5 separate regions of the Mus musculus genome follow, and all the other regions are linked to region 1. A link is a contact called in public HiCAR-type, HiChIP or PLAC-seq and Micro-C data. All regions are on one chromosome and are shown on one strand. Each heading gives the region's core, a stretch centred on a gene start, on an enhancer-like site or on the middle of the called end of the contact. The rest is flanking DNA. Distances are from core to core; before and after follow the strand shown.

Region 1 (5,966 bases), core at 2,562-5,061:
ACACCAACCAGCCCTTCACCCTCAGCAAGGACCTGCTTCTCGGGCAGAGTCGCAGAGGACAGGCAGCATGCAGGTCTCACCCAGGTTCCTCCCTGCTTTAGAAGTTCAGGCTAGATTCAGGCACAGCCCTGGCCCACAAAGTACTTGCTTCCTTTCTGGGCCTGGCCAGGGAATGCCTAGCAGAGAGTAGCTTTGGGTTACAGGAGCCCAGCTTGGGGCTGGAGAGATGGTTCAGTGGTTAAGAGCACCGAATGCTCTTCCAGAGGTCCTGAGTTCAATTCTCAGCAACCATATGGTGGCTCACAACCATCTGTAATGGGATTCGATGCCCTCTTCTGGTGTCTGAAGACAGCAATGGGGTACTCATATACATAAAATTAGTAAGGCCAGAGCGAGTGGGGGTGGGGTGGAGGTGGGCGGGAGTCCAGCTTGACCCCTCATGTCCACACCATGAATTTCTGAGTGACATTTCTGATTCATGCCCCACAGAGGTAGGCTGGGAAAGGAAAGACAGCCCTCCCCAAAGCCCTCCCTGCCCATCTGCTGCCCACCCAGTTTCTAGAAGGGTAGCTTTGAAGAACCCAAGAAGCCTAAATACAGTGGGACAGGAGGGGAAAGCCGGATGCCAGAAGGGTCTGGATTTGCCACAGCACAGCTCACGTGGCTTGCGTGGTCTACTGCCCACAGGAGCATGACCATGAATATGAGATAAACGCTCTTGTGAGGAACTGTTACCAGGGACTAGATGCCACCCCAAGAGGGTCCCAGACCCACACTCACCAGTGCCTTTTTTCTTGGCTCGCTGCCTGTAGCCACAGACATGGAACGGAAAATAGACCTTGTGGCAGAGGCACTGCCGGGCCGCTGGGACATGGGCGGAGGGAGGCCAATCAGACTCAAGTCCACAGCTTCTGGACTGCCTTCAGGAGTGGCAGTGATGGTCCGTGAACCTTTCATGGTGGACCAGGCTAACCCTGAAAAGGAAATGAGAGACGCAATAAGACACCGCAGGGCTGAGGATACAGCTCCGTCCAGTCTTCAGCATGGTATAAACTAGGTGTGGCAGTGTATGTGTGCAATCCTGGAACTCAGAAGGTGGAGGCAGAAGGACCAGACTCAAGACCGTTCTCAGATAGATAGTGCATTCAAGGCCATCCTGGGCTACATGAGATGGGAATGAAGCTTAGAGAGATAACCAAGTAGTTAAGGGTGTTTGCTGCTCTTCTAGAGGGACAGGACTTGGTTCCTAGTACCCATAGCAGTGGCCCACAACTGCCTGTAACTCCAGCTCCAGGGGATCTGACACTCTCTTTTGGCCTCTGTTGGTATACAGACATATACACACATAGATTTAAATATATATATATATATATATATTTTTTTTTTCAAGACAGGGTTTTAGGGTTTCATTGTACAGACCTGGCTATCCTGTCTGGAACTCACTCTATAGACCAGGCTGGCTCAAAACTCACAGAGATCTACCTACCTCTCTGTCTCCGGAGTGCTGGCATTAAAGATGTGCAAAAACACCTGGCTTATTTGTGCCTTTTACTCTTCTTGAACTGTATCCAAGTATTCAATAGCGACAGAGGGACAGGCCCTGGGCTGTGGGCAGCCACCCCTCCCCCCCGGCCCTTCTCATGGGCAGTACTGGCTCACTTTTAATCCCAGCACTTGGGAGGCAGAGGCAGGCAGATCTCTTGAGTTCTGAGGCCATCCTGGTCTACAGAGGGAGTTCTAGGACAGCCAGGGCTACATAGAGAAACCCTGTCTCAAGAAACAAAGAGCCGGGCGGTGGTGGCGCACGCCTTTAATCCCAGCACTTGGGAGGCAGAGGCAGGCAGATTTCTGAGTTCAAGGCCAGCCTGGTCTACCAAGTGAGTTCCAGGACAGCCAGGGCCATACAGAGAAACCCTGTCTCAAGAAAAAAACCAAAAAAAAAAAAAAAAAAAGGAAGAGGAGTTGGTAGAGGAAGGGAAGTGGGAGAACGAGGTGGGGGAGACAAGATACCATGGAGGAATCTCACCCCTTGCACTCACAATCTCCACTCACTCTGGACGTGTGGGTCTACCTGCCACCAAAACTCTCAGAAGCCACCACTGGGGATGGAGGAGCTCTGCCAGGAGCACGAGAAGACAAGATTGTTCTAAACCCTACGCTGGGCTCTAAATGGTGAGCTGTGAGTAGCTGGGGGTCAGCGATCCCAGAGGGTGCTAGCAGCAGGCAGTGGTGGCTGTGAGCCTGGCTCTGCCATTCACCCCAGCCCTAGGACATTCTCTACATTAAAAAAAAAGTGCATCTTCCTGGGCTATCCTGAGGTACATGTGGCTTTGAGGTTGGATCCTGGAGATCCTGCAACAGCTTCAAGCTACCCTAGTAGGATGTGGACTCCCAAGTCCCTGCGTCACCACAGAGCATCCATGAACTCCGGGGACCTGGCAGCTGTTCTCTTGTTTCAGAGGCACCCTGATACCTCCCTTGCAGGGTGCTCTCTCTTGCAGTCTCCCACTGGCTCTTCTCATCCCTGAAAGCCCAAGACGCCCTGAACTCTGCCCCAGACTCTCTCCTTTATACACCCTCTCCATCCCTGAGCTTTGCACAAGTACAGCAGGCTATCCGGCCAGGGCCCGTGCTCACATCACCCAATACTTCCACACTGCTCTCAGCTCAGGTTATACCCACAGGGGAAATGGCTTCTCAGGATGGCAGAGTAAATCTGAGTACCTGAGAAGTCCAGCTCTGACCCTGTTTTCTATAAGCACTTCATTGTGCATTAACTAAGCCTGCCTCCCTCCCTGCTGTTCCTCAAATCTTGGCAGTGCATCCTAGCACACCACTGCATCTGCAATCCCCCTGCCTCCACAGCACCATCAGCTTTTCTTCTACCAACTGTTTTGCTTTCTCTAGGACTCCCTTGAGAGGACAGGGACCACACAGTCTTAGGTCCTGATGTGTGGAGGGCACTGAGGTCCTGAGACCTGGGAGATGGGACATGGGACAACTGCTAAGTGATTACAATCCCCTTTCAGAGTCAGGGAGCCAGGAGCATACACTCACCATGGTCCAAAGTCAAGCTGCCTTGGTACTGACATCCAGATGTGTGTAGTAGGGGGCAGTGTCCCTACTCTGAGGCTGCTTTGCCATCAGTCCGGCCAGTGTCCCCGTTACACATTTCTGGTTGTGTAGGTGAAACCTAATACCTTGCCCTTCTTGGCACTGGCTACACCTTGGTGGATCCTAAGCTCCTAAGTCTGGTGGACATAGCTTTCCCAGCACCACGTGCAGCCAGTGAGGTTCTGGGCGGTAAACATAGCCTCTCCATGGAAATCTATAAGCCAGATGGCCGGAGGCTGGGGAGGCCAGCCTCACCCTGGACAAAACCGCGCCTCCCGCAGGAGCCGGAGGGGCAGGAGCCTGCTCCCTCGGGGGCCAGCTGACTCGCAGAGGCAGAGCCCTTGAGCAGCGCACTGCTGTGCTCCTCCGCGGGCGACCCGCATCCCCTAGGTCTCTTGAGGTTTAAGGCAGGGGTTCCGGGCCGCCCGAATGGAGCCCACGGCGACCTTCCGGGGCTGGGGGTACTGGGCACAGGCCGACCTCGCTGCAGGGCCCGACCCTTCACCGCGAGACGCCCCTCACCTGCGCGGACCTAGCCTGGGGCGCAGGGCCCGTGGGCTCGGCCTGGCGGGCGCGGCTGCAGAGCCACCCGGGGCCCCACGGGGCTGGCGCGGCCTCCGCCGTGGGTGACAATAAAACGCTGTCCGCAGGGGCGAGCGGCGGCGGCGGCGGCTAGCAACCAGCCTGGTGCCTCCTCCGCTGTCCGTCACGCCGGCCCGCCTTTGCAGCGCGCGCCGCTCAGGGATTGGCTCTCCGGACGCCCGCCCTGATCTTCGGGTAGTTCATTGGGCCGTTAGGCTGTCCTGTAAGTCCCGGAGTGGGAGGAGCTGCCGAAAGCCAAAGTGGAGTGGGGCAGGCAGAGGGGCGGGGCTTTAAGGAGGCGGAGCCTGCGGGTCCCGGCACCCTCTGAGGCCCCCGCGCAGCCCTGGGCCTCTCCGGTGCCTTGGCAGGACCGCGCAATGATGCCTCCTATCCCCAATCTTTCCTAACTGCTTTCAAAGACACTGTCGGAGTCTCCAAGTGTATAGATGTGGTCTTTCCTGTCTGCCAAAGGGCTCGGGACCCACAAGCTCAGATGGCCTCTCCAACAGAAGTTACATTAAATAACAATGTTATAAACTCAAATGCTTTAAAAATTATCCGCATATTAATCTTATGAACAAGCGCGTGTGCGTGCGTGTGAGTGCGTGTGTGCGTGCGTGCGTGTGTGTGTGTGTGTGTGTGTGTGTGTGTGTGTGTGTGTGTGTGGTAAGTTAGGATGGTGGTCCAGGGCCTTGCATGTGCTAAATAAGGACTCTGCCATTGAACCTCAGCCACTTTTGCACTAAGAAAGCATCTCATATACCACGTAGCCCAGGCTGTCCTCGAACACACTATATAGCTGAGAATGACGTGGAATTCCTGATCCTTTGCTTTTTTCCCCTCCTAAATCTGGAATTACGGGCAAAGTGCCGCCACACCTGGCTTTCATCTTTTCTTTCTAAGATTTATTATGTGTAAGTTTCTGCATCATGTTGAGGGTGCTGGATCTCCTGAAACTGGAGTTATGGATGGTTGTAGGATGCCATGTGGGTGCTGGGAACTAAAACCCGGTCCTATACAAGTGCTTTTTTTTGTTTGTTTGTTTTTTTGGTTTTTTTTTTTTTTTTGAGACAGGGTTTTCTATGTAGCCTTGGTTGTCCTGGAACTCCCTCTGTAGACCAGGTTGGTCTTGAACTCACAGATCCACCTGCCTCTGCCTCCCAAGTGCTGGGATTAAAGGTGTGTACCACCACCACTCAGCATAGTAGGTGCTTTTAAACACTGATGGTGGCTTCCTTTTTTGTTTGTTTGTTTTGTGTTTTGTTTTGTTTTGTTTTTTCGAGACAGGGTTTCTCTGTGCAGCTTTGGCTGTCCTGGAACTCACTCTGTATACCAGGCTGGCCTTGAACTCAAGAGATCCACCTGCCTCTGCCTCCCAAGTGCTGGGATTAAAGGCATGCGCTCACGGTGGCTTCTTTTTTAAAATTAAGAGAAAGATTTGGTTTATACATATCAAAATTCACATCCTTTGGTGTCGGGTAAACACCCATTCAGACTTAGTCACCCTTCCGCCACACCCTACAGAGCCATTCCTTGTTTAATCCCAGCTGCTTCAGGCACCAGCTGGCTGGGACCCTTTGTTTTGTCTCTTGAGGAAAGTCAGAGACAAGATGGCACAGAGTGTCTTCCTAAATCCCCACCCCAACCACCCCAAAGCTGGAGGATTCATTCTGCTGTCCTAGCCAACATGTCACCTGACTCTTAGAATGCCCCAGGAAGCAACTATTCCAAGCGAGAGTTCACACGATGGAAGCAGCTGTAGACACTCACTTGCTGGCTTTTGTGTAAGCCCAGGTTTTCCCATCTTCTGCAAATTCTTAGGGCAGAAATCAGTGCTATTTAAGAAACTGCCAGAATGTTTTCTAGTTACTGTCCAGACAATGTCCCAGTTGGTGTCTGTTCCTTCCGCTCTTGGAGTGTTTGGGTCCTGTTCTCTCAGTGACGTTAATAGGTGAATGGTTGGGGTGTGTGTGTGAATACACTGTAGCTGTCTTCAGACACACCAAAAGAGGGCATCAATCCCATTACAGATGAGCTACCATGTAGTTGCTGGGAATTGAACTCAGGACCTCTGGGAGAACAGCCAGTGTTCTTAACAGCTGAGCCATCTCCCCAGCACCCAAGCTGGACTCTTGTAACCCAAAGCTGCCCCTTCGCTAGCTGTTCTCCTGGCCAGGTGAGTGGTTTGCACATCACACGGCTCATCTGCCATCCCTGCATTCGTCTCCCTTCATGTCTGTCAGATCATTTACCCACTCTGTAATTTGGGT
Region 2 (5,966 bases), core at 1,340-3,839, 860 kb after region 1:
GAGCACATTCCAGGGCCTGATGGGACTTGAAACTGTAGACTGGAGTGGAAAGAGGTGAGAAGAGTAGGCTGCCTGGAGGGACGTGGAGTTTAGAGGGTGGGGCCAGATCTGACTGGATCACCAGGCAGTTTCTAGGTAACTGTCACCTCACCAGGGATAGTAGCTACATCTTCCCAAGTACCTTCCCTTTAGAAGGGGACATCCTGGGCTGGTACAGGGCCATAGTGGGTCATCTGGACACTAGATCCAGGTCTGAAGAGAGCTCCCACATCATTGCTACGTGAGCCACAGAGCTGTAGCGGCTGTACTACGGAATTTATTCTTTGCCTCTAGGTACTGAATGCTTCTAACTCAGAAAAAGGACTATTGGGTCCTCTAGGGAAACTAGGTCGCCGAGTCTGCAGAAACATGGTTATTGATGGTGCTGCTCCTAACCTTTGGGAGACAGGAGGAGGCTCTGAGACCCTGGAAGCACTGGCTTGGCTTCTGTTTCCCTGTTGGGAGCGCCGTGTTATTTGGTCTGAAGGCAGGGTAGGGGTGGCCAGTACACCTGGCTATGCCCCAGCATCTGTGGGAAGGGTCTGGGTATTTGTGACATACCCAGTGGCTGAGGCTGAAGTTTGTCAGCTACCTGTCACAGGTCTCCATCCCTAAGGATCGAAGCCCCCCCCCCCCCACAGTGCCACTTGTAGGCTATGGGGTCCTCACATGTGTTGTTTCTGAAGCACCTTTTGAATAATAGTCAGGCCCTAGGCATGGGTGGAGTCTGAATGACTCTTCATGGAGGGCCATTGGAGAGTAAACACGTGATAGAGCATCTGGCCTTACCAGGCTGGGCATCTTCGTAGGTAAGGACTCAGGATGGTGGACTATGGGAGCCACAGCTAAGGCACATGGTGCCCAACCTCTTCACCACTGCTATCATGGTCAAAAGAATGGGCAGCTGTGACCTTCTGGACTCGGAGGTCACCCTTTCCCATTCTGGCTGTGTTAAGATCTTTGTCTAATGTTGAGTTATTATCAAAATTTCCTAGTTTCGGGGGACCTGGGGTCATTTAGGAGCCACATTAGAAGTGAGATGGACTGGGTACCCTAGGGTAAGTGTCTTGGGCCCTGTCCACCAAAGGCCATACTCCGAGATGCCTCCTCATCTCCTCACCCAAACTGCCCGGTCATTGGTCATTTCCATTGTGTGGCATGGGTTTGAATCGGCACCCCTTGCACCCCTCGGAGGACTGGAAAGAACTCTCCCAGCTCAGAATGGCTCTACTCTCTCCCAATCCTGTTCCTTTCCGGGAAGTCAGCATTTGTAGAGCAGCATGCAAAGCTGCTGTCCTGTCCTCATCTCCCACACTGGGCTGGGAGTGTTAGGATTGCTCTTGTGCTCTGTGTATTCAGATGCCCCAAGAGTTCTGTGCCCCAAGATCAGGTTGCAGTCTGGACATGGGCAGCGTATTGACCAATGTGCTGTGGAGAATGCTCCCCAATAACTTCTGATTGGATAGTAAAAGGCTAAAGCCTGTGACTGGGCAGGAAAGAGAGGAAGGTGGAACTTGAGATGAGTAGGGGTATCTCCAGTAGGTACCAGGAAAAGGAAAAAGGCAGGGGAAGGAAGAGGCCTGCCTTGAGGCAGGATGGTCTGGGAGGATGGACCATGAGCACGTGGCCGAGAGAAAATCGCTGAGGACACTCATGGGGCAGAGCAAACACAGCAAGACTCAGTTGGCAAGTAATGTGGCGTCTATAGTTAGGATGTTATAGCAATCTCAGAACCTGCCCGGTTTAAACTTACAGCTTGTTAATAAAAACACCAGGTTTCTTTGCCCCCCCCCCCGCCCCCCAGGGAGCTATACAGGCTAGAGTGGAGCAGAAATCCCCCCATAAAAATCACTTCTATAGGAGTTGAGGGGCGACAGAGCAGGGCTGTGTCAGTGCCTGTATCTGACTTTGTTGCAGGGCCCCGACCACAGGGGAAAACGGAAGTTCAGGGAGGTTGACAGCCTTGCCCAAGATCCCCGGTCAGTCCAAGGTGCCTGAGTCTTCCTAACTAGGGAAGACAGCTGCCACAGCCACACAATAGCCCAGGCTGAGGCACGAGCAAGGTATGGTGGTTTGGATGGGGCGAAAGTCCGAAGTAGGCAGGCGGCAGGAGCCCTGTGTGCATGAGGTGTGGTGGGGGCGTGTGCCACCCGGCAGAAGGCGCAGGCCAGAAGGCCAGGGTCTGGAGGGCAAAAGGTCCCAGTCTCGGAGATAGCGAGGACATTGCCACTCTCTTGCAGGAATCATGGAAGGAGCCCACAGTCTTGGGAGGGGATAAATGGAGGGTAGAATGGGAAGCAGAGGTGGGTAGTCACGGCCCAAGGGCGCGGAAGAGAACAGTGAGAAGGTCTGCGTTGGGTGGGGCCCGGGCCCCGGGCGCCTATAGAGCGAGTGCCAGCCTGGTCTCCCTGTTAAGTGGAGATGGCATTGTCCGCGCCGTCGGGGAACAGCGGCCAGGGCGCCCCCTCCGGCAGCGGCGCGGGGTCCGGGTGGGGAGGGCAGGGGCGGCGCCAGGCAGCGGTGACGTGCGCGGGGGACGTGCCGCGCGACGGATGAGAGCACTTAAAGTCGCCCCCGGCGCGGCGCCGGGCAGCCAAGGCGGACAGAGGCAGATACAGCGGCTGGCGGTAACAGGTAGGCGCGGCGAGATGCTTGGCGCGCGGAGCGAGGCTGGGACCCTCCCCCCGCCTCCAGTCGCCCAAGGTTTGGGGCCTTCGATCATCAGGCGGGGGATCCAGACCTGGAGCTCCCGGCCCCTGACCCTCTCTCCTCCTGGTTCTCCAGCCCCATTCTTTCTTGACTTGGAGAACCTTCTCACCACTGCGGCTCCACCAAAGGGCCATGAACAGCCAGTTGCGCGCTTGCATCCTGCTTCCCTGCCCTCGTAGACGCCTATCTATCCATCCGGTAGCCCTCGGGGGCTGGGCTTCGTCCAGGAGGGCAGCTGCCCTGGGCGACCAAACGTCCAGAGTATAAATAGCTCGGCCCAAGAGGGTTGGAGCGTGGCCGGACGGCCGGGGAACCTGGGCTATATTTGGTGGGAATGCTACAGCCTCCTTGGAACCCCGAATCTCCAGCGGGCGTCAGCAGGCCGCCCAGTGAGAGAGAGGGACACGTGCGCTTCGGAATGGTGCCACGTTGGGGGAGGTATGCCCTCGGGTCTCTTTCATCTCTTTACATCCACCTTTTCTACCATCTTAAACTCATCAACTCTTACCCAGCCACCACTATTAACCCAAACTAGGCACATGAAAGTGGGGTTTTCCTCCGGAGTGGGCTCTGTTTGCTCTATTCTCATCCGATAGGAAAACCAGGCACGGTCTGTTTTCTTACCTGACAAGTGGGTTGACTAGGCGCCTGCCTGGATGCTGGTCCAGTCAACAGACAGGCTCAAGAAACTGTTAACTCTGGACAGCTGATAGTGCTTGGAATCTGGGTGACAAGCAAGGAGAGGGCAGCAGGGCCCAGGCCGACAGGAACCCTTTCAGGACAACAGGTTGGTCTGAGCGTAACGGCAAGGTTCTCCCCATAACACAGGCTCATTAGCTTTCCCAAAGTTCTTCTGTTGGGAGCAGGTTATCCCCGAGGGCTCCCGGCATCATTGTACAGGCCCAAAGTTGGCTGGTGTCCCGTGGGTGCTGGGTCCGTCCGTGTTGAGGAACGAGGACAGTCCTAAAAGTGTGTGGACTCACTCAGGATGAGCAGTGACTAGTGCACAGCTAGGATGCTGTGCAAAGGATGAGTCTACCCCTTAAGGGGCACTGAGGACACTACCGAGATACATGTGGCCCCTTCTTGGCAAGGACTTTGAATAACCAGTGGTTTGGTTCCAAGATGGACTTGGCCACATCACCAGTGACCTTGGGCAGGGCTTGCTCCCCGTAAAAACGATCTCACTGCTTGGATGCCTAAATTTCGAGGGGCAGCGAGGAGAAAGCACAGTAGGCCTTAGAACCATCAAGAAGTAATGTTGAAGGGGCCAGTGCGTGGGACCCCACAGTATGCCGGTGTTCCGGGACTTTAGGACTCTAATCCTCCAGTGAACTGGTCAGAAAGGGGAGGGCTGGGGAGGCCCAGAAGCAGACACCTTTGGGCCCCATGCGGGACTTTCTGGATGGTGATGCTAAGCAATTAGAGACCTCTGGACCAGGCCTTGGTCCAGCTGGCACTGAGCACTGGCTCAGGGGCAGGTTAGGAATGGAGACCGCCCTAGCGGCAAGAGCAGACTTCTGGCCGTTGTTCCCATCAGTGGAATGGGCCATGAGGGGGTAGATGGATAATGAACTAGCCCATCTCAGCATCCCAGAGGTTCAGTCGCGCGCCCTCGCTCGCCTTCGTGAAGGGCAGAATGAACTGGCCCGCCTTGCAAGCTAATCTACGGGTGAGTCTTAGGTCTCTCAGGGCATTTGGCGCCGTGAGCTGCAAGTACGGTAGAAGCAGAGGACCGCCTACTCCAGGCAATACGGCAGCGGCTCCTCCCTTGGCGCGGTCACGTCCCCCACGTCCCGAGTCCGCTTGGGCGGAGCTTCCTTCCCTAACCCGACCCATTGAACCCCGCCCAGGTCGGCTGGACCACTATCTCCAGTCGGTTGCCGCCCTCTGATCCAAGCCCCACCCCCACTCATACTTCGGCCATCTCCAAACCTGTATCTCCTCTATGCCAGACAGTGATGGGAGTTGGAGGGCGCTTATGACTTCCGAGACTCCCTTTAGCTTTAATCTAGATTCTGGCTTTAGGGAGGAGGGCTGCATGAGAATCGAGGGCTCCGTAAGATGCTCTTGTGGAGGAGTGGACCGTGCAATGTTCAGCAGGGCCTTGGTGGAACTTTGCAAAGAAGGGTCTCCCACAGTAAGCCGGAGCAGGTCCCTAGGGCTGCCCCATTTTGTGACAGCCAAGGTTCCTCACAAGAAGGGGGATCTCAGGGCTGAGGTGGTGTGATGGTTGGTTCTGGGCAACTGTCTATTTTGGCAAACAAGGTCAGTATTTCTATCCCACGGATCCCTGCAAAGTTGATGTGAGCTGACAGGACAAAGCGCAGAGGAGCCAGGCACGCACTGCAGGCCTCCAGCTGCCCACGGTGGCCTCTCCAGAAACCACCCCCCTAGGGACTTTTCCATGGTATACCTTTGCACACGGGTGGGCTCAGAGAGGAGAGGCCCATTGCTACATTTTCCTTTTTTTTTTTTTTTTTTGTACAATGGTAGGGGGGGGGAGGAGGGAACTTGGAAGGGGGCCTTTTAGCAACCGTCTGCCCCTGCCACCCTGAGATACTGGGTGCTGGCCTCAACTGCCTTACTTGTTCTTTGGGGATCTGCAGCGCAACACAAGGGCTGTAGTTGCCTTAGTTCCTGCTGCTTACTTTGACCACAAAAGCAGGGCCAAGGCTGGTCCCTCTGGTGACAGGCACTTAATGGGCACCTAGTCTGCTTCCCTTGAACTGTTAGTCCAGGTCTGAAGACCCCAGCTGGTGAAAGGGAGGAAGTCCAGGCCCTCAGATGCAAAGGGCTGTTCCAAAGGACTTCCATGTACCCGTCATAAGACACAGCCCTTGGGAGCACCCCGGAGCCTCTCCTGACCCAGCCCCCATCCCCAGATCAGTTTTCTGTGACCTGGAGGCTGAGTTATTTCTGGGTTGCTTCACAAGCTTCCCTGGGAGGGTAAATGTCACTGAAAGGCCAGATAGCTAGGCTGTGCCCATGTGATATGCTGCTGGAGGTGGGGCCCTGGTGGAGACAGACAGGGAAGCCCTAGGGTTAGAGCACTGGTCTGCATTCTGGCCCATCTGTGTTCTGTTACCCCGTGGACCTCATCCCTGAGGCAGGCTGGGTATCCTAGCCTTTTTACTCTATTGGGATGTGTTCAGGCCTGGGTGGTAAACAGCAGGCCCAATAGCAGGCTCAGACTCCACCCTGGTTAGGAAATTGTC
Region 3 (5,966 bases), core at 1,946-4,445, 730 kb before region 1:
GTTCTGAGCTCAGGGCTGGGCGGGAGGTGTGCAGGTTCTGTCTATGCTGAGCACTTTCTCCCCGCAAAGCCGTGCTTGACCAACACCCACAATGACCTTCAAGTGACACCTCACTGTGCCCACGTCTCAGATGAGGACACTTAGTCACTGAGCCAGCTGAACTGAGGGGTGTGGAGGCAGAGCCCTGGCTGCACCTGAGACCTCTGGGGAGTACCTGCCCCTAAGGATGCAAGGGAAACCAGGTAGCACCTCCCAGGAGAGAGGACCCTAGAGTCACCACCTATCCACCCCCCGACCCGCCCAGTCCCCTCATCCCACTAGCCACTCTCACCTGGGGCAGGCCGGTGAGGAGGCTGGCACGGCTCGGGGAACAGCTGCTGACAGACGTGAAGGCGTTACGGAAGATAAGGCTGTGGCGGGACAGGGCATCCAGGTGAGGGGTGGCGATGGCAGTGTTGTTGTATACACCACTCTCAAAGCCTCCGTCATCCGCTGAGGAAGACAGAGCAGAGGGCGTGTTGGCTGGGGTCAGGAGGGACAGTGGGGGCTGGGGGATACCTAGGGTACTGCTGCAAAGGCTGGTCCCTGTGATGCTCAGGAGTTGGACTAGACACTCCCAGAAGAAGGAAAGCCTGAGGGGGTGTGATGCCAGGCACAACGATATAGGAGTTTGTGAGCAGGCAGGGAACACAGGTAGGCAAGATCCCTGAGTGATATGTTAGCAGGGGGAGAAGACACCATGGTTTGCAGGGAACACAGGAAACTCAGGTGGGAATGTTAACAGGTAGGCTAGCGTGAGGAGCTCACACCCCAACAGACTGGAGTCCATGCAGGTGTGTTAGTAGGTGATGGCTGCATGTAATCCCTGCAGACTACTGGGGCTCTGAAGACTCTACCTCACAAGTGACAGCCAGGCAGGAGAGACACGCCTAGGATACAGCTGAGGGGTATGTGTGTGTGTGTGTGTGTGTGTGTGTGTACACCACACCTCTGCATCTTTCAGAGACAGCCATGCAGATTGTCTGCTTCTGACCCTTGACCCCTCAGGAGGCACCAGAAGTGTGAGAGATGCCATGCAGCACCCACAGCCCTGTAGGAGTTCCCCAGAACTACCCAGTGGGAACCCAGGAGCAACATGTCACCCACCTGCCTCAGAGGCAATGCAGTCCCTGAACAAAGATGGATACCCAGCCTCCAGTCCAGCCACCATCCTCCACCCCGCTGGACCACTCGGACAAGAACCAATGACAGCTGAGCCAGTGGGAGGACTGGCGGGAGGACAGGCAGGAGGACAGATGGCAGGACAGGGAGGAAGACAGACAGAACGACAAGGAGGAAGACAGGCAGGAGGACAGGCGGGAGGAGAGGTGGGAGGACAGGGAGGAAGACAGGTAGGAGGGCTGGACAGAGGACACATGGGAGAACAGACAAGAGGAAAGCCAGGAGTTCAGGGAGGAAGACAGGCAGGAGGACAGGCGGGAGGACAGAGGGACAGGGAGGAAGATAGGCAGGAGGACAGGACAGAGGACAGACAAGAGGACAGGCAGGAGGACAGGTGGGAGGACAGGGAGGAAGACAGGCAGAAGGACAGGGAGGAAGATGGGCAGGAGGACAGACAGGAGAACAGGCGGAAGGACAGACAGAAGAACAGGCGGGAGGACAGACGGGAGGATAGGTGGGAGGACAGGCAGTAGGACAAGCAAGAGGACAGCCAGGAGAATAGATGGGAGGACAGGGAGGTAGACAGACAGAAGGACAGGGAGGAAGACAGGCAGAAGGACAGGATGGAGGACAGGAGGGAGGACAGATGGGAGAACAGGCAAGAGGACAGCCAGGAGGACAGATGGGAGGACAGGCAGGAGTGGTTGTGTTACGTGTGCCTTCTGTTGCATGCCAGGAAGCCATGCTGCTTGCACACAGAGGTCTCAGCTCTTGCCTCTGACCCTGATCATTCAGTCCTAAAATTCCTGCTGTCATTATCTGAATCCAGTCTTCAACAGTTAAGTGAGGGTGGGGTCCAATCGAACAGGACTGTGGCATTTCTCTGTCAGGTTTGGAAATGAGACAGGTGTCATCAACAATCCAGGAAGGCCTCCCCAGAAACAGAGGGAGGAGCCGGCTCTCTGAACCCAGTCTCTCCATATAATGAAATTGTTAGACTTACATTGGTTTGTTAAAAACCTGGCCTGTAGTGTGGCGTGCATGTGTGCATGCGTGAGTGTGACTCTATTTTCTGCTTTGTCCGTATTTTCCCTGCATGTACATATACAACAGTTACAGATCCCTGTGAGCCGCCATGTGGGTTCTGAGTATTGAACCTGTGTCCTCTGGAAGAGCAGCCACTTCTCCTAACCACTGAGCCACCTCTCTAGCCCTGAGACTGCCAGGTTTTGTTGTGATGGCTGTCCAAGCTGAGACAGGACCGAAGTTCCAGAGCCACACGAACTGGCTCCAGAGGATTCCAGCGCCAATCCTATCCGGTGGATATACACCCTAGGCCGATCTTCGAGACTATCCTTGGAGAGATTGGGGGTAGTGCTGCAAAGACAGCACTGTTTATGTTACAATTAACCAACTGGCTTGCCCAGATACCACAAAGTTTATCAGAAGAGTGGGCCTGGCCCAGAGCCAGACCTCAGAAGGCCTGGGCTGTCACAAGCCAGGCACTGATCACCCAAACAGGAAGTCTCATGAATGCAGGAGGAACTTGGTGGTTTGCGTGGGCATTGGAGTACTGTACTTTTGGGCCAGGAGCTAAGAGAACTGACCAGGGCATCCTGCAAAAACTCGGGGACTCAGGCTATTCTCATTTCTGGAACCTTATCAGAGGTCTGCATGAGTAGCCGGGGTCCACCGGGTCTCCTTGGCAGCTTTGACTACAGATGTGGGAATGCTGGCCAGCTTGGGGATGGCAGAAGCGGGAGGGCCAGACGCATTTAGAGTCACCAGGAAGAGACCTGCAACAGGAGGCTCGGCAAGGAATTGGCGCGCCGGGGTCAGCATGGGCCAGTGGCGGGGAAGAGCCCAGTGGCCGCTTCTGGGAGCAGCAGCAGGTGGCCGTGCCAGGGACGGCGGCACTCACCAACTATCAGTAGCACGTTGCGCGAGTGCGCGCCGCAGAGTCCCAGGACCAACAGAATTGTGCAGCAGGCCAGTCCCGGGCAGTGCATGGCGGCGCCGGTCAGGGTAAGCGGTTCCGGCTCGTCCGCTCCCCACGGTCACGTGCACGGCAGGCCCCGCCCATGTCCTGCCCACTCTGTTTCTGAGATTCCTGCGGACTCAGCTACCGCCACTTCGGAAGACCCTGAGTCTCAGCGTCCGGTGGGTGAATCTGGGTCCTTGTGATGGAGAGAGGGAGTGTGTGGCGGTGTGGGCTGGGGTCACCAGGAGCTGTGGGGCCAGCGCTGAGTCCTCGGGTGAGCCCTACTCCGGGAACCCTCCCTACCGCAAACCATTAGAGTCCGGGCCGCCTTACTCCAGGTTCTCAGACTTGTTTGTGTTCCCCACTGGGACCTCAGCCTCCGTTTCCCAACCCCCCCCCCCCATACCCCACCCCGCGATCCCGGGATCCCGCGCTAGCGGCGGCGTGGGGGTGGGGAGGAGTGGATTTTGTCCAGAGTGTCATTTCCAGGGCTGGGGCGTGTGGACCAGTAATGAGGAGTCAGCTATGGGCTGGGACACGTGTGTGTGTGTGTGTGTGTGTGTGTGTGTGTGTGTGTGTGTGTGTGTGTGTGTGTGTCTGTTCGCCAGGATCTTAGCGGATGCTACGTACCTAGAATTAATTTGAGAGCTTCAGTTAGTCTTTGGAAAACAAAGTAGAATCTTCAGCCCTCCCACCCTTGGGCTATGAATGCCACAAGTGGGTGCTGGGTAAATCTTGACTTCAGGGATGTCACATACTCCCACCCCCTTTCCCCCAACTGCAGCCCTTAGTGGTGGGTGGAGTCCTACCTAACACCTTGGTGGCCCTCTGCGGTGGTGAGGTGTACACTTGGTGAGGTGTAAATCTTGGCTCCTCAGGGCCTCCTGGCTGCCTACCTACACACTCTGCCGGCCAGAGGAAGCCTGAGCCTGCAGGACCTGCTTCTTCTGGGCTGGGATAGTCAGGTTCCCCGGGGAGGGGGTAAAAGAAAGGAGCAGGTTCTTCGGGGTGAAAATGTCGTCTTTAGGCATCCCCTCAAGAGCTAGTTTGCGGGGGGCGGGGAGGGGGGGTTGGTAGGGGTTGACAGTGGAGAGACACCAGAGCTTGGGATCAGGGGCTATGGCCCAGAGATGGGAAAGAGAGGCTGAGGCCTCCCTGAATCCTTGGTGCAGGCCCATGTGCACATTTTGCTGGCTTCCTTTCCCAGATCATGGTGGTTTGGTAAACTTAGCCACCTGGCTCAGCCTCCCTGCCACAAAAGGCAGGCTATGCTCCTGACGCCCTTGGGAAGATAACGCCACCTTCTCCCAAGCTCAGCCCCTGATCACTGCTCCATGTCACCCATGCCCAGCTCTGTGAAAGGTCTGGGTCAGACCAGATCCCCCAGCCTGCACATGGCACCAGACACATGCTGCTGCTCTGCTACGGCCCTGAGGAGGAGGCTACCCGTCCTGGCCTGGGTGCCTGACTACTCTCTGCAGTGGCTGAGGCTGGACTTCATCGCTGGACTTTCCGTGGGACTCACCGTCATTCCCCAGGCCCTGGCCTATGCAGAAGTGGCTGGACTCCCACCCCAGGTGAAGTGACTGACCCCTCTGCTAGCTGTCCCCTCTCCACAGCCAGATAGATCCCTTCCTACTCCTCAGTGTCTGTCCACAGTTTGAAACACCGACCATGGAATCCAACACTTCCATGTGTCCGACCCAGACGGCCCCTTGGCGTCTAATCTCTTTTCATGTGACTTATTTTTGGTGCCAAGCGGTCCTAGATTTTCCAACTGGGGACCACATCATGCTTCATGGTGGCCTTACGAACAACCAGGCACTGGTGGCTTGTGCCTAGAGATTCCAGCACTTGGGAAGCTGAGGCAGGAACATTGAGAGTTCAAGACCAGCTTATCACAGGGCTCCATAGCGAGACTCAATCACAAGACAACAGGTCTTAAAAGATTGCTTAGGTCCCAGCACTTGGGTGGCAGAGGCAGGCGGATTTCTGAGTTCAAGGCCAGCCTGGTCTACAGTGTGAGTTCCAGGACAGCCAAGGCTACACAGAGAAACCCTGTCTCAAAAAAAAAAAAAAAGTTGCTTAGGATAGAGACATGGCCCTGCAGTTAAGAACATTTGAATATTTGCTGCTCTTGCAGAGGACCCGGGGTTCAGTTCCAGACACTCAGATGGTGCAGCTCATAACAAGCAGTTTTAACTCCAGCTACAGAGGATCTAATGTGGGCCTCTGAGGTCACCTCCACTCACGCGGTACACATACGTAATTGCAGGCAGAGTACCCAGGCACATAAAATGTAAAATAATAAACACTTCCTTAGACTCACAAATATCAACACACAGACCTCTGAGCTTCATCAGACAGGCCCCCAAGCCCTTCCTTTGGTAGTTAATGGAGGGAGAGAGGTGCATCCTCTGGTGTGTGCTGGGGTGCCCACGTGCAGGGTGGACCACAGAGACAGCAATGCACAGCGACCAGCTTGGGTCTCCCGGTGTTCACTGTGGTCTTTTCCCAACAGTACGGCCTCTACTCTGCCTTCATGGGATGCTTCGTGTATTTCTTCCTGGGCACCTCCCGGGATGTGACTCTGGGCCCCACGGCTATCATGTCTCTCCTGGTGTCCTTCTACACCTTCCGTGAGCCTGCCTATGCTGTGCTGCTTGCCTTCCTGTCTGGGTGTATCCAGCTGGCCATGGGGCTCCTGCATTTGGGTAAGACTCTGCTTTCCTGCTGTGGGGAGTAGCTTCGGGCTGCTTCTCCTGGGGTACCAGGTCCTCCCAGGTTGCTTTTCTGTGCTTCTCTGTAAACAGGGGTCGGGCAG
Region 4 (5,966 bases), core at 1,511-4,010, 540 kb before region 1:
GTGAGCCTGCTGGTGAGCTGCAAAGTAGGCATGGGGGAGAGAATGGGGCCTGCTTCAGTGCACACTGGCCAAGGGACTGAGAAGGTGTGGCTGCAGAAGAAGGAACCAGGCTAGCTCCCCTCTGAGCTGCCCCCGTGGGGGCCGACCTGATTTAGATGATGGTGCTCTGAACCTCTTGACTGTACTGGGCTTTTCTCTCAGTCTCCACCAGAGACAAGCATCCCTACAGCCTGTCCCCTCCAGTAAAGCCAGGATACACTGCAGTTTTGTGTGCAGCTGTAAGGACCTTTCCGAGGGAGTTGCAGGCCTCCCCCAGGGATGCTGCCTGGAACCTACTGAAAGGCAGGGCAGCAGCCTTCCTTGAACCAGGGCCCCCAAGGTGATGCTTTGAGGGTACCACAGAGCCTCTGATGAGCTGCCTGGAAATTGAGGCTCCAGGCCTGGTCACCTCGTGACTGCTAACCAGCATCCTCTGGGAAAGTCTAACGCTCACCTCCACCTCTACACTTCCTGTGGCTGGTCCTGCCCCCCCACCCCCACTGTGACTGATTCTCAGGGAAACAGGTCCCATTGAGCAGTGCATCATTACTCTTTTAGAGCCAAGGAATGCACCTGCCTTGCCAGCTCATGGCTGTACCCCTATCCCAGGAATTCGGACAGGAACCTAGTCCCCGAATTCAGAGTGACTTCTAGAAAGCAACAGGACAGGACAGGACAGGACAGAAACAACACCACCCTCGAGGCAACTGAGCAACGGAGCAGAGCTGACCCTTAGCGCAGACCTCTGCTAATTCAGGCTCGGTCGTCTGGGGAGGTGGGGGGTCAGTTCCAGTATCTCTCTGGAGTGTTTTCCTGTCCTGAATCTCCCACCCCTCCCTTCTAAGGTTCCTCTTTCCCTTGATGTTTTTCAGTTACATAACACGCCTTAAGATGGCACTGTTTAAATCCATCCTGCACATTTTGCAGTCCGAGCAGGGTCACGTGGCCCTGCTCTGAGTGGGGCTGCCCCCTCCTCCTCTTACAACCTTGTTTGATTTCTTTGACTTCAGGGCACAGCTCATCAGCACACCCAGGCAGGTGCTAAGGACCAGCCTGAGTTCATGACCAGGGCAAATGCAGCTGCATGCAAGATGGGTCACTGGAAAAAAAAAAACCGATTGAGAGGGCTCAAGGTAGAGAGAGGGACCCCTAAACCCTGAAAGGACACCAGGGCTACTGGGCAATTGGCAGAAAAGATACCCAATGGCCCCAGAAGGCTAGTGTCCAGATCTTTGTTGGTGACAGATTCCAGCTGAAAGCAAGGCTTTCATTACTAAGGAAGGCTTGGGCCACAAACAGCTACTGTGCAAAGTTGCTGGAGATTAAACAAATCAGACTTAAAAAAAATCCTGCGAGTGTCCTGACTGTACTGTACAATCCCTTCTTAAGCTCTGCTGCGTCCCTGGAGAGGTATCTCCAGCCTAGGAACTGGGCAGGAAGCCCTAACTGGGGAGGGATTACAGAGTGGGGCCGGGACAAGAGGCCAGGGCAGGGAGCAGGACCCAGGCAGGCTGTCTCTGGAGAGCATGCAGCACGTTCCCCTGAGCCCTTACCTTTCTCCAGCTCGCTGATCCGTTGGTGTAGGGAGGTCAAGGCGCTCTCGATCTTGGCCCTTTCCTCTGTGTCGTTCTTGGGGCCCCCTTTCCCCTCCTCCAGAGTGTTCACCCGAGACAGCACCTGCCGCTCCAGGTCATCGATCTTGCTCTGCAGCAGATCCTTGAGGCTGTTGGTTTGGCTGGAAGAATTGAGGCGGCTGTACTGCTGCGGGGGCATAAGGGCAGGGGAAAACCACACCGTTAGGCGTGCAGCCCGGACCGTGCGCGAAGGCCCGCGACGCGGTCCCTGGGGCGATTGCGGGGGTGGCCTGGAGGGAAGCTCCAGCGAGTGGCAGCCCTCGGTGCCCCGCAGGGTTCGAGAGGCGCCGGTCAGGCATCAGCGCGCCGAAGAGGCAAGGAAGGGGGGACGGGGGTGCCGGACCGGGTCGGGATGGGGTGGGCGAGGGCAGAAGGGCGCATAACACGGAGGGGAAACCGCAGCTCACGCGGACCTCGAGGTTCTCCAGTCGGGTTTTGAGAGATTGCAAAGTTTGCCCGAGTTGGCTGAGCGTCTCCGCGGCCGGCGTCCGGGACAGGTCGCCCATCGTGTTCTTGCCCGAGCCAGGCTGCTTGCGGCCGCCTCCCGACCTGGCCTCGCCGGGACCCGAGTCCAGGGTGCTCTGGCTCTCGCAGCGGCCAAGCTTGGTGGTCAGCTCCCTGATGGTCTCCTTCTGGCTGAGGATGGTCTCCTTCTGCTGCAGCACGGTCTCGCGGAGCTGCAGCACGTTGCTCCGAAGCTCCTCCGCGCCGCCCGCAGCCACGGACGCGGCACACATGTCTGCATCCACCGGCACCGAAGTGCAGATGAAGCGGGTCGGCCCGAAATCTTGGGCCCCACTGCCCAGGAGGCAGAGGGCGAGCAGCGCACAGGTGCGTGCGGCGCGGCCGGCCAGCATGGCTCCGGACACTTGGAGCACCGGGGCCGCTCGGCTCCGGTGGGGATCGGGCTGAGACCGGGATCGGGCTGGCTGGGGCAGTCGCTCCGCAGGCGGCCCGCGCTCTAGCACCGCGCTTCTACGCCGCACAGTCTTCTCGGCCGCGCTCCTCGGCCCCCACTGCCGCCTGCGCTGCGGAGCCCGCGCCTTTTATGCAGCCGCGGGAGGGGCCTCGGCGCCGCCGACGTCAGCGGGGGAGGAATCCCGCTTTAATTGTGTGCGGACCGGCCCCGCGGCGCCGCGGGGGTCGCACGGGAGCGCGGCTGGAGCTACCTCGGCCCTCCCCATCTCGTCCCTCCCGGATCCGCCACCGCCCCCTCCCACCGCCTCCGCACGCACGCCCCCGCCTGGGCCCGCGCCGCTTCCCCGAAGACTACCAGAATACAGGGCCAAGAAGGAGATCGGCCGTGGGCCTGGATTAGATGGTGGGGCACCTGCCCAATACCCCTAATCTCCAACGGGGCTCGGAAAAGAAGAATGGCCACAAGACAAGCTCGGTTCGCTTGCTCCACACTAAGCGCCCGTGTGGTTCGGGCTCCATGCGCTCGCAGCCCTCTTCTTCCTAAATAGTCAACGTCGGTGTCCCCTGCGTTCAGCTCGCTGAGGTCCAGAAAAGGGGTCGCGAGGCCGAACAATGATTCATGGACATTTGTGGCTGAAAGCCACGGAGCACTCTGAGTCTGGGGATCCCCCACGCCCTGGCTCCCCGCCCTACTGTATTCCCCTTCTTCCAACTCCTGAGGATTGTAGACCTAATAATGTCCCCCGCCCCCGGAAACGAGAGCCCGCACTATGCACTCGTCAGGGCTAAGGCCTTCTCGGATCTGTGGATCAAACCCTTCCTGCCATCCAAGCCAGCCTAGTTCCAGGCAGGTGGCGCCCCAGAAGCTGGCTGGCCACTCAAAAGGGGCCCCTGGGGGAGCTTCTTCCCTTACCGCTCTGGGCGTGTCTGTGTGTCCCTTTGTAGGTGTATGTGAGCGTTGGGTTTACCGGTCCACTTGAAACCCCGTCTAGCCCATTCCTCGCGCCCCTGGACTTTGGAGGAGGGGTTTCAGAGGTGGGCAGCGACTTCGCATCTACAGGGGTTCGCACCTCTTTACCCTTTTCCTACAGACACCTTACCCAGCCACCTGCACACCCATACCTCCTTTTTTTCTGGATAGCAGCACTGCCGGCTGGGATTCCAGTCCAGGTTTCAATGCCTCTGGGGACTCTGGACAAGGGTCTGGGCTGCAGCCCCACGTCGGAGTCAGAATCGGACCTGGGAACTCGCCCAAGATCCAATTATGTTGAAAAGAAAACGAAGGCGGGGAGAACCCACATCGGGTTTTAAATGACTGGAAAAGCCCAACTACAGGCTGGCTGGGTTCGCCCCATAGACCTTCCAGTCAAGCATTCGGTTGCCTCACTCCTTTTACGGGTCTGCGATGGACCAGACTAGGTCCGGACTGTGAGGCGCCAGTCCGGGACCCACTGGCAGCCTTCGGACAGAGGATGCCACTCTCCGGTGGGCATCACCGGTGGTGAAGGTAGAAGCCAGATTGGCAGGGAAGCCACTATCCAGGTCTTCTCCGACGCCTCCTCCCAGCCCCGAGCCCCAGGGGCGCCCCACTGCCTGTGTTTCTCTTCTCGGCATTTAACCATCCCGAGTCCGTGCTGCGAGCTGCCGTGGCCCCTACACGACAGGAGCGTCGCTGGGCCGCCGCTTCCGGGCGCCAGAGGGACCCCGCAGTCAGGACGCGGCTGTGGTGCAGAGAGGGAGTGCGGGGCTCCCGCTCCGGCGGGTCCACCGTCAGGTACAGAACGCAGGAACGCAGCGTCTCGCATCTGGGTGCCCCCTAGGTTCCGCTGGGGTCTCAGAACTAGCCTCCCGCCGTTCTGCGTGGGACGTACACCGGCAGAACTAGGAATTACCCCCCAACCCGGGGCGCTGCGCTGCTGGGCGACGTCTGCCCCCAACTCCCAACCTAGCGCGGACGGATGCGGGGACCCCGCGCAGACCTAGCGCTTCGGCCCCGGCGGCGCCTCCCCCCACGCGTCTAACGCGAAGCAGTTCCTGGCCTGGCCCTGCGGCGAGGCTATCCCCGCTCAGAGTGCGTGGGCGCAGGAGACCAGCCTGTCCCTTCCCCCGCAGGTGTGTAGAGGGAGCTGGGCGCTTAGTGTATCTTGAGCCCCAGGAGCGGCCCAAGGGTCCGATTTTTATCATCCAGAAGACCTAGGTGACTTTGGTACTGTCACATGTGGGCGCTGATGGTGCCTCACCTTTTGACGGAGGATGATGGGAGGGGGCGGGGCTCAAAGGGAAGAAAGGGTCCTGCGCTCAGGTCCAGAGGTGGCAAGACCTTTGGGATCTGTGTAGCCTGGAGCAGGGAGCAGGGTGCAGGGAGCAGGGAGCAGGGAGCAGGGAGCAGGGAGCAGGGAGCAGGGAGCAGGGAGCAGGGAGCAGGGAGCAGGGAGCAGGGAGCAGGGAGCAGGGAAGACAGTCAAGGATACAGTCCATTCGACCACCATTGCTAAACTGCCCAGCCCATGTGAGCAAACACACTGGAAGAGGCCTCTACCCTCTTTAAATCCATTCCAGAGGGTTCTCAGGATCCTAGGTAGGGAGAGTCTACCCTGGTCATTATAAAGTTGGCTCTGCTTCTCATTGTTTTGACTGGTAGCCCAGAGGGTCTGGGGCAAAGAAAAGCCATCAGAGGGGAAACCCAGGAAGTTGGTAGGTGGGTGCTCCACTGGCTACTTATATGACTGCAGGCATGTCTCTGTGCCTGACATGGGCACCACATCGCAGAGCCTGAAGTTGAGCGGAAGAGTGGGGTAAATACTCAGTCTGTGGACACAGCACAGCACCTAAGCCTGGGAAGCCTTGGTCTCACACAGAGCTGTAGTGCATTTTCACCACACCCATGCAAATCCCATTGATACCTGCAGAACAGAGATGTCTAAAATACTGAGGAAATGATGCGTTTAGAATACTTAGTTTTTATTATAATTATTTCATTATAATTTTATATAATTTAAGCCTGGATGATGGCTTTGTTAACCAGACTTGCTGAAGACTGAACAGTCAGCTGGCCCGGGTTCAGCATAACACTGGGGGAGGGAGCAGTCCTCGCACGGTGTAGGCCTGTGAGTACGAGGTAAATTCTGTTTGCAAGCTGATATTTGGTGCCAGAGTGGAAAGGGTGGGTGTTCTCAGGAAGACTACACAGGGAAGTCACACAGTACTCTGAGGACAGCAATGCCCATCAGGGCCTTTACCCACTGGAGAGTGGGAGCTCACACGGGTACACCCAAGCCCCACCCTGCAGCAGAGCCATGGTTATGAGCAGGGCAGGCATCTGGCATTACCATCAGGACCAGCCCCATATGCACAGAGCTTCCTGGAGGCTGACAT
Region 5 (5,966 bases), core at 2,597-5,096, 530 kb after region 1:
TCTACGAGTCTAAGGATGTCCTACAAACGGTGATGATCGAGAATGCTGCCATCTGGCAGAGCTATGCCTGGTAGCACCGCAGAGGCCCTGGGGTTGGTCACACAAAGCATGCTGTCCTGCACTTTCCACACCTGACCGAGGACCCAAATGCCTTGCAGGGTATGTATGTCAACACAGCAACAAGGAGAGCTAGGCAGGGGGTCTCCTCTTGAGCCCCACTCCCTGGACCTACCTGTACCTCCCAGCCTGCTTCACTTCCTCATAGGTGTCTCGGCCGTCTACTGTCAGCGTGATGTCATCTAGAGGTGACACGCACACAGAAAAGGATTTGTTCCTGTTTTGTTGTTATTTTGAGAGGGGGGCAGGGCATGTCTTGCTATGTATCCCAGGGTGACCTGGAACTCTTTTTGGAACAAGGCTTCTCTGATTAACCTTGGCTGTTCTGGAACTTACTTTATTTATAGACCAGGCTGGCCTTGAACTCAGAAATCCACCTGCCTCTGTCTCCCAAGTGCCAGAACTAAAGGCGTGCACCACCACCGCCCAGCTAATCCAGAACACTTAATGTCCCGTTTCAGCCTCCTCAGTACTAATGCTAAGATGATAGTTATGTGTCATCACACTAGGCTCATAAACAGGGTTTGTTTTTTGGGGTTTTTTTTTTCTTCTTTTTTTTTTTGGTTTTTTGAGACAGGGTTTCTCTGTGTAGCCCTGGCTGTCCTGGAACTCACTTTGTAGACCAGGCTGTCCTTGAACTCAGAAATCCGCCTGCCTCTGCCTCCTGAGTGCCATGCGCTACCACGCCCGGCAAATTTTTTTTTTTTTTTTAGATTTTTTTAATTCATTTATTTCATGTATGTGGGTACACCATTGCTGTCTTCAGATATACCAGAAGAAGGCATCGGAGCCCCATTACAGATGGTTGTGAGCCACCATGTGGTTGCTAGGAATTGAACTCAGGACCTCTGGAAGAACATCAGTGCTCTTAACTGCTGAGCCATCTCTCCTGCATAAACAGGGATTTTTAACTGAGAGCCCCCAGGGGCCCCTTTCCCTTTGCCACTGCTCTGGGGATGGTCCCAGAGCTTCCTTGCATGTGCATAGGATGAGCCAAGATGAAAAGCCCACTGTCTCTGTGACTAGGTCAGCAGGGCTGACTGCCCAGCCCCCACCTCAGACCCTGCCCACTCACTGCCGTGAACACAGAAGTCACAGTTGTGCTTGTCCAGTGTCTCCAGGGTGGTGACGTAGGGAGCAGCGGGCACCACCTCATCCACCCACTTGATGGCCTGTACCATCTTGTACCTCTCCTCCTGGGTAAACACCGGGGGCCCCTTATGCTTGGCAATCTCCTCTAGGGACAGAGAAAAGGACAAGACAAGGTAAGTGATGTCCAGGAGTCTGGGTCGCAAGGCTGCAGTGTGCAAATGGTATGCCCACAAGGCAGGACCCCGTGCCAACAGCATTGTCCTCTGGCCAGGGCGTGTGCTCGGGGGCATCTGCTGGATAACTAAGAAGAGGGTTCAGTCTCTTCTGTTTCAAGAACCGGGGTAGGGGCAGACAATACAGCTGTCCTGTGTTGCCACAGCTCTCTATAGCTGGTACCAGGCTATGTTACTCTCTAAGCTCCCTGAGTCACCACTGTGCTCTGGGGAAGGAAGCTGGAACCATTCTGCCCGCCCCTCTGCCCCACCCCATGCCCTGTAGGCTTAATCCATTGGACTGTCCGGCACATCGGGCCCCACCTTACCATCCGTATGCACACCCACGATGAGGTAGTCCCCCATGGCCCGTGCCTGCCGTAGCTGGTTGGAGTGGCCATAATGCACCATGTCATAGCTGTGAGGACAGACAGGAGACTGAGGGTCTTGTGTGGGATGCAGCACGGCTCCCTGAGAGGCCCCCACCAGGGCTCCTAGCCCAGATCCCGGTGTTGGGCTTACAGCAGAGAAGTCGGTTCTCAGTTGTCCATACCCTAAGTACTGGACCTAGGGCAGGACTGGGTGCCAGGTCTAGCAAGAGTGGCAAATTCAGGTACAAGGCCTGGCTGGTGAACTCCCAAGACAGCTGTTCACTGGCAGATGCTTAACCATTTCCCATGTCTTAGACTGCCTTTGCCCTGTTGGTGCCTCCTGCTATGGGCAGGCATTTCAAGCTGCTTCAGTTCTTTTTCTTTTTTTCTTTTTTTCTTTTTTTTTTTTTAAGACAATAAGGTCTCATGTAGCCCAGGCTGGCCTCAAACTCACTATAAAACCTAGGACGACCTTCAACTCTTGACCCTTTTTTTTCTGTCCTGGAACTTACTTTGTAAACCAGGCTGACCTTGAACTCAGAAATCTGCCTGCCTCTGCCTCCCAAATTCTGGGATTAAAGGTGTATACCACCACGCCCGGCGACTTTCAGCTCTCAACCCTTCTGACTCCATCTGCTGAGATTCCCACCCAAAGCCAACTGTTGGGTGCTACAAAACAAATGTAGGACCTTGTGCATGCTGGGCCAGCATAATACCAGCTGAGCTAGCTACACTCCCAGCCCGCAAGATACAAGAGATTATCTAGGATTTGAATATGGAACCTCCTGCACCCTAAACAAGAATAGTCCCCCTGGATCAACAAGCCACACTCAAGCTTGGAAACAAGAGATCAGTCCTGCATTGGGAGCAGATACTTCCACCCTGACACAAGTGGACAGTTCCCCACCCCCAGGGCTGGCTTAGCTCTCTGAGAGAACAAGTGCCTGTCACCTGCTTTTATCCTCAAATCTAGGTCTGGCCACAAGTACTTTGTCAAGGTCAAGCTATGCAGAAGCCAGCAATATGCTGGACACTGAGGATATCCCAGTGGGATATCCCTGGGACCACCTGTATTCTTTGCCATGGGCCAGTGCTGGGCCATAGGTTCTGCTCTGCTTCCTCTAGAGCCCTAGTGGGCTATCATCATGTCAACACCACAGTGCACGGGGTGGGAGGTGGGACATGATAACGGGCAAATTCCAGGACAGCCCTTGTGCCCACTAGACAGGCAGGGCTAGATCAAAGGTCAGAGTCTGCATCTGGGCTTGTGGCACCATGGTGGGGCCAAGGTCATAGTCCACTGACACGAAGTCAAAGCTGGTGACTCAGGTGCAAAAGAACAGAAGGGGACTGAAGTTGTAATTCAGTGATGGAGCACTTGCCTGTACATATATAGCACACAAGGCTATGGTTCCCATCCTCAGCAACCAACCAAAGACAAACAAGAAACGCACAAAGTCTAGCCTATTCCGCCATGAATGCCCTGAGGAGCCCTGGTGACCATTCCGAATGCCTCTCATCCACCAGGGGTAGGCACGACGAAGGGCTGAAGATGGTAAGTTATAGAAAGGCCAACATCTTATCTCTTCGGCTTGTTGACAGCTCCAGGACTTTCTTGGAGACGTCACGGGCTGATTTGCCAGAGAAGCTCACAGCCTTCCAGCCCAGGTAATTTGGGTAAATGCCCAAGGCGAACAGACAGCCGCATTTCCGGTTTTCGGGGAGCGCACCGTCTGATGCACCCGTGTCTGTACGCTACACTCCTAAGTGACCGGAGGCCAGGTTGCCTCGTGCGGCCTCGGAAGACTCCGGTTCCGCCAACGGCCGGTGCGTGACGCCCAGGTGACCGCCCTCCCCTCGTCGCCCCACTCACCAGCCATCGCACCACACCCGCACGATGCGCTGATCTCCCGGACCCTTCAGCCCAGCAGCGCTGGCAGCCCCGTGCCCGTTCCGGATCATGGCACCGGAGGCCCCCCGCAAATCCTGGCGGCTCCCGCGACACACAGTACCGTCGCCCCGCCCTCGACGCTTGCGCGTGCTCACGCGGATCTCACCCGCTTGGCGCAGCCAATGGCGTGCGCCAACCAGGGCCCCGCCCCCAGCCGGGCCACACCCCCCTCCGCCCAGATCGAGCGGCCAATGGTCTGTGTTGCAGGTGCCCGGGCTTTGGCATTTGACTTCTCCACAGACGAACGGGGCAGGTTAGCACCACAACTGTGCGTGCAGCTCACCCCGTGCCTTAAGCATTCTTAGGAGCCGGGCAGTGGTGGCGACCCCTTTAATCCCAGCACTTGGGAGGCAGAGGCAGGAGGATCTCATGAGTTCCAGGACAGCCAGGGCTACACACGGAAACCCTGTTTCAAAAAAACCAACCAACCAAAAGCATTTTCAGGGGCTGGGTTCTTCAAAAGCGCCTCGATGCAGGCCCTCAGATGCAGGCACCTCGGTGGTGCGTGTGACAGTCATCGGGACACCAAAGCAATTGAGAGATGTTTAATAAGACTTGCTCAGACTGGAGGCTTAGTTAGATTCTCCCTGTGCCGCATACCCAATACAGAAAAAGGCTTCTATAAAGTGAACACTTGTACGTGATAAGGAGTAGAAAGAGGGAGGCCCTGAGACTAGCCTGGAGAGTGAGGTAAGGCAGTGGTGGACTCTCCTGCTGGCCAGGCCTGGGAAGGGCCGGAGCTCTTCTCACAGAGGCCTTGCTGCCACCTTTGTACAGGGGTGAACAGGAGGGAGGTGTCCTTGAAGATCAAGCCCATAGCGGGGCAGTCACAGCAGTGCAAGAGAGCCTTTCCACAAGGACAAATGGCTAAAGACGACCGTCACCGCGAAGCCGGCACCCACTAGAGCCGGAGGGGGCACTCTCGCCTTCACGGCGACACGGGCGGAGCCCCTGAACAAGGGTCAAGCCATCTGCAAAGTGCCAACTGTTCTTTGTCAACTCCGGGCTATGCCACTTTCTTCCTTTTTGCACGCTTGGCACAACCCCTGCCAAACCAGCCTCCTAGGATAGGGGGAGCTGAGGCAAGGGGGTCACTCTGGTCCCCAGGTGGGGCTTCTTCTCTGCTTCTGCATAGTGACTTCCTACTGTGGCTGCCTTCTTCACCAGCACGGAGGGGGGTCGCCAAGGAGAAGATTGGATCCTGCCACCTAACAGAAAGAAAAGCAGCATCAGGCAGGTCTGAAAACCCCTCGAATCGCAACCCTCCCAGGCACAGGAAAGCTGTCTGAGGCCACCTGCCATCCCACCTATGTCTTAATCTGGGCTTTGGCTGGAAGCAGCGTCAGTGACACCAAGCTGCAGGGGACACCAAGCTGCAGGGGAAAGTCTTCAGGGCAGCAGCAGCCCTCGCTCGACAGCCTCTTCTGTCTCACCCACTGTTGGTGGGAGCTGCACACATAGGAAGGGGTAGTGCTAGCCACAGGATGGCCTCACCTCCAAGGATAACTTGCTAGCAACTCTGGGCCCCGTCTCTCACTTGTATGGATAGGGGCAGATGGACCAGACCCTTTTCCCTTTCCCAGACTGCGTGACAGGGATGGGGGCGGGAAGAGGCCGGTTGACTGGGGAGGTGTGGCCTACAGACTACACCATGAAGAAATCATGTGTCTGATTGAAATGTAGAACCACATATTATAAACGTAAGATAAAAGTAAGCACTGATTAAAAAATGAGCTAAGTTAATGTTAAAAAAAAAAAAAACAACAACAACAACCAATAACAACATCAACAATGTGGCACAGGAGAGGCCCACGTCACAGAACACCACAAACATAACATACAAGAATTGCCAGGCCCAGAGGTGAAGGGATCCTTAATTTCTTGAACCCTTTGATTAAAAGAAGTTATTGATTTCCCCTATAAGACCCTGAAAATTCACAGAGAAAGAAAGTGTAAACTTTTCACTCAATATACACACCAAGTCTAAATTATCACAATTCTGTATCAAGGCAATTTGCTTCAGTTTTCCCCAAATATCCCCACACCAAGGACAGAGATTGTGTCTGACCAGAGCTGCAGTTCTCACCCCTCTCGGCTGTCCACCCAGGCTGCACACCATCTGTGGGAGCATCCTGTAGAGCACACTGGCAGATCCCCCTCAGAGATTCTGGGCACCGTACCAGTCAGGGGGGAAGAGTGTGCACGTGTGGTGGAGCCTTGCCT

Evidence for each region. A called contact is a pair of places that touch in the nucleus more often than the background predicts. HiCAR-type assays count read pairs that join an accessible place to other places. HiChIP or PLAC-seq counts read pairs in DNA pulled down with a chosen protein or histone mark.
Region 2: a contact with region 1 is called in an HNF4G HiChIP or PLAC-seq map of pancreatic cancer cells. The contact joins the promoter of Slc16a3 here to the promoter of Cep131 in region 1. A contact is called at or near these places in 2 of 39 promoter capture datasets (liver and pre-B cells) and 1 of 115 datasets of contacts at active chromatin or transcription factors (pancreatic cancer cells).
Region 3: a HiCAR-type map of astrocytes shows a contact between it and region 1, with 4 times the contacts expected there. The contact joins the promoter of Sgsh here to the promoter of Cep131 in region 1. A contact is called at or near these places in 5 of 115 datasets of contacts at active chromatin or transcription factors (astrocytes, bone marrow-derived macrophages, memory CD8 T cells and 2 more) and 2 of 9 other capture datasets (embryonic stem cells and pancreatic islet).
Region 4: a Micro-C map of embryonic stem cells shows a contact between it and region 1, with 3 times the contacts expected there. The contact joins the promoter of Nptx1 here to the promoter of Cep131 in region 1. A contact is called at or near these places in 3 of 39 promoter capture datasets (hematopoietic stem and progenitor cells, stem cell-derived epiblast-like cells and trophoblast stem cells), 1 of 484 Hi-C or Micro-C datasets (embryonic stem cells), 3 of 115 datasets of contacts at active chromatin or transcription factors (bone marrow-derived macrophages, large pre-B cells and pancreatic cancer cells) and 2 of 9 other capture datasets (embryonic stem cells and macrophages).
Region 5: a contact with region 1 is called in an HNF4G HiChIP or PLAC-seq map of pancreatic cancer cells. The contact joins the promoter of Pcyt2 here to the promoter of Cep131 in region 1. A contact is called at or near these places in 1 of 484 Hi-C or Micro-C datasets (CD4 T cells), 1 of 115 datasets of contacts at active chromatin or transcription factors (pancreatic cancer cells) and 1 of 9 other capture datasets (adipose tissue).

What each region holds. Positions count from the first base shown.
Region 1 is chr11:120,083,016-120,088,981 of GRCm38.p6, forward strand. Cep131 (centrosomal protein 131) reads right to left here and starts at 3,812. Exons shown (of 26, transcript NM_009734.3): 1 at 3,637-3,812; 2 at 781-974. The coding sequence starts at 957.
Region 2 is chr11:120,946,478-120,952,443 of GRCm38.p6, forward strand. It overlaps Slc16a3 (solute carrier family 16 (monocarboxylic acid transporters), member 3), which reads left to right and starts at 2,590. Exons shown (of 6, transcript NM_001038653.1): 1 at 2,590-2,673.
Region 3 is chr11:119,352,315-119,358,280 of GRCm38.p6, forward strand. It overlaps Sgsh (N-sulfoglucosamine sulfohydrolase (sulfamidase)), which reads right to left and starts at 3,196. Exons shown (of 8, transcript NM_018822.3): 1 at 3,083-3,196; 2 at 332-492. The coding sequence starts at 3,170. Slc26a11 (solute carrier family 26, member 11) reads left to right here and starts at 3,243. Exons shown (of 17, transcript NM_178743.3): 1 at 3,243-3,321; 2 at 4,494-4,719; 3 at 5,664-5,856. The coding sequence starts at 4,537.
Region 4 is chr11:119,545,060-119,551,025 of GRCm38.p6, forward strand. Nptx1 (neuronal pentraxin 1) reads right to left here and starts at 2,761. Exons shown (of 5, transcript NM_008730.2): 1 at 2,087-2,761; 2 at 1,593-1,800. The coding sequence starts at 2,530. It overlaps Gm11762 (predicted gene 11762), which reads left to right and starts at 3,571. Exons shown (of 4, transcript NR_045099.1): 1 at 3,571-4,703.
Region 5 is chr11:120,614,099-120,620,064 of GRCm38.p6, forward strand. Pcyt2 (phosphate cytidylyltransferase 2, ethanolamine) reads right to left here and starts at 3,847. Exons shown (of 14, transcript NM_024229.3): 1 at 3,666-3,847; 2 at 1,751-1,839; 3 at 1,193-1,354; 4 at 233-299. The coding sequence starts at 3,754. Sirt7 (sirtuin 7) reads right to left here. Exons shown (of 10, transcript NM_153056.3): 10 at 4,273-4,951. The coding sequence ends at 4,750.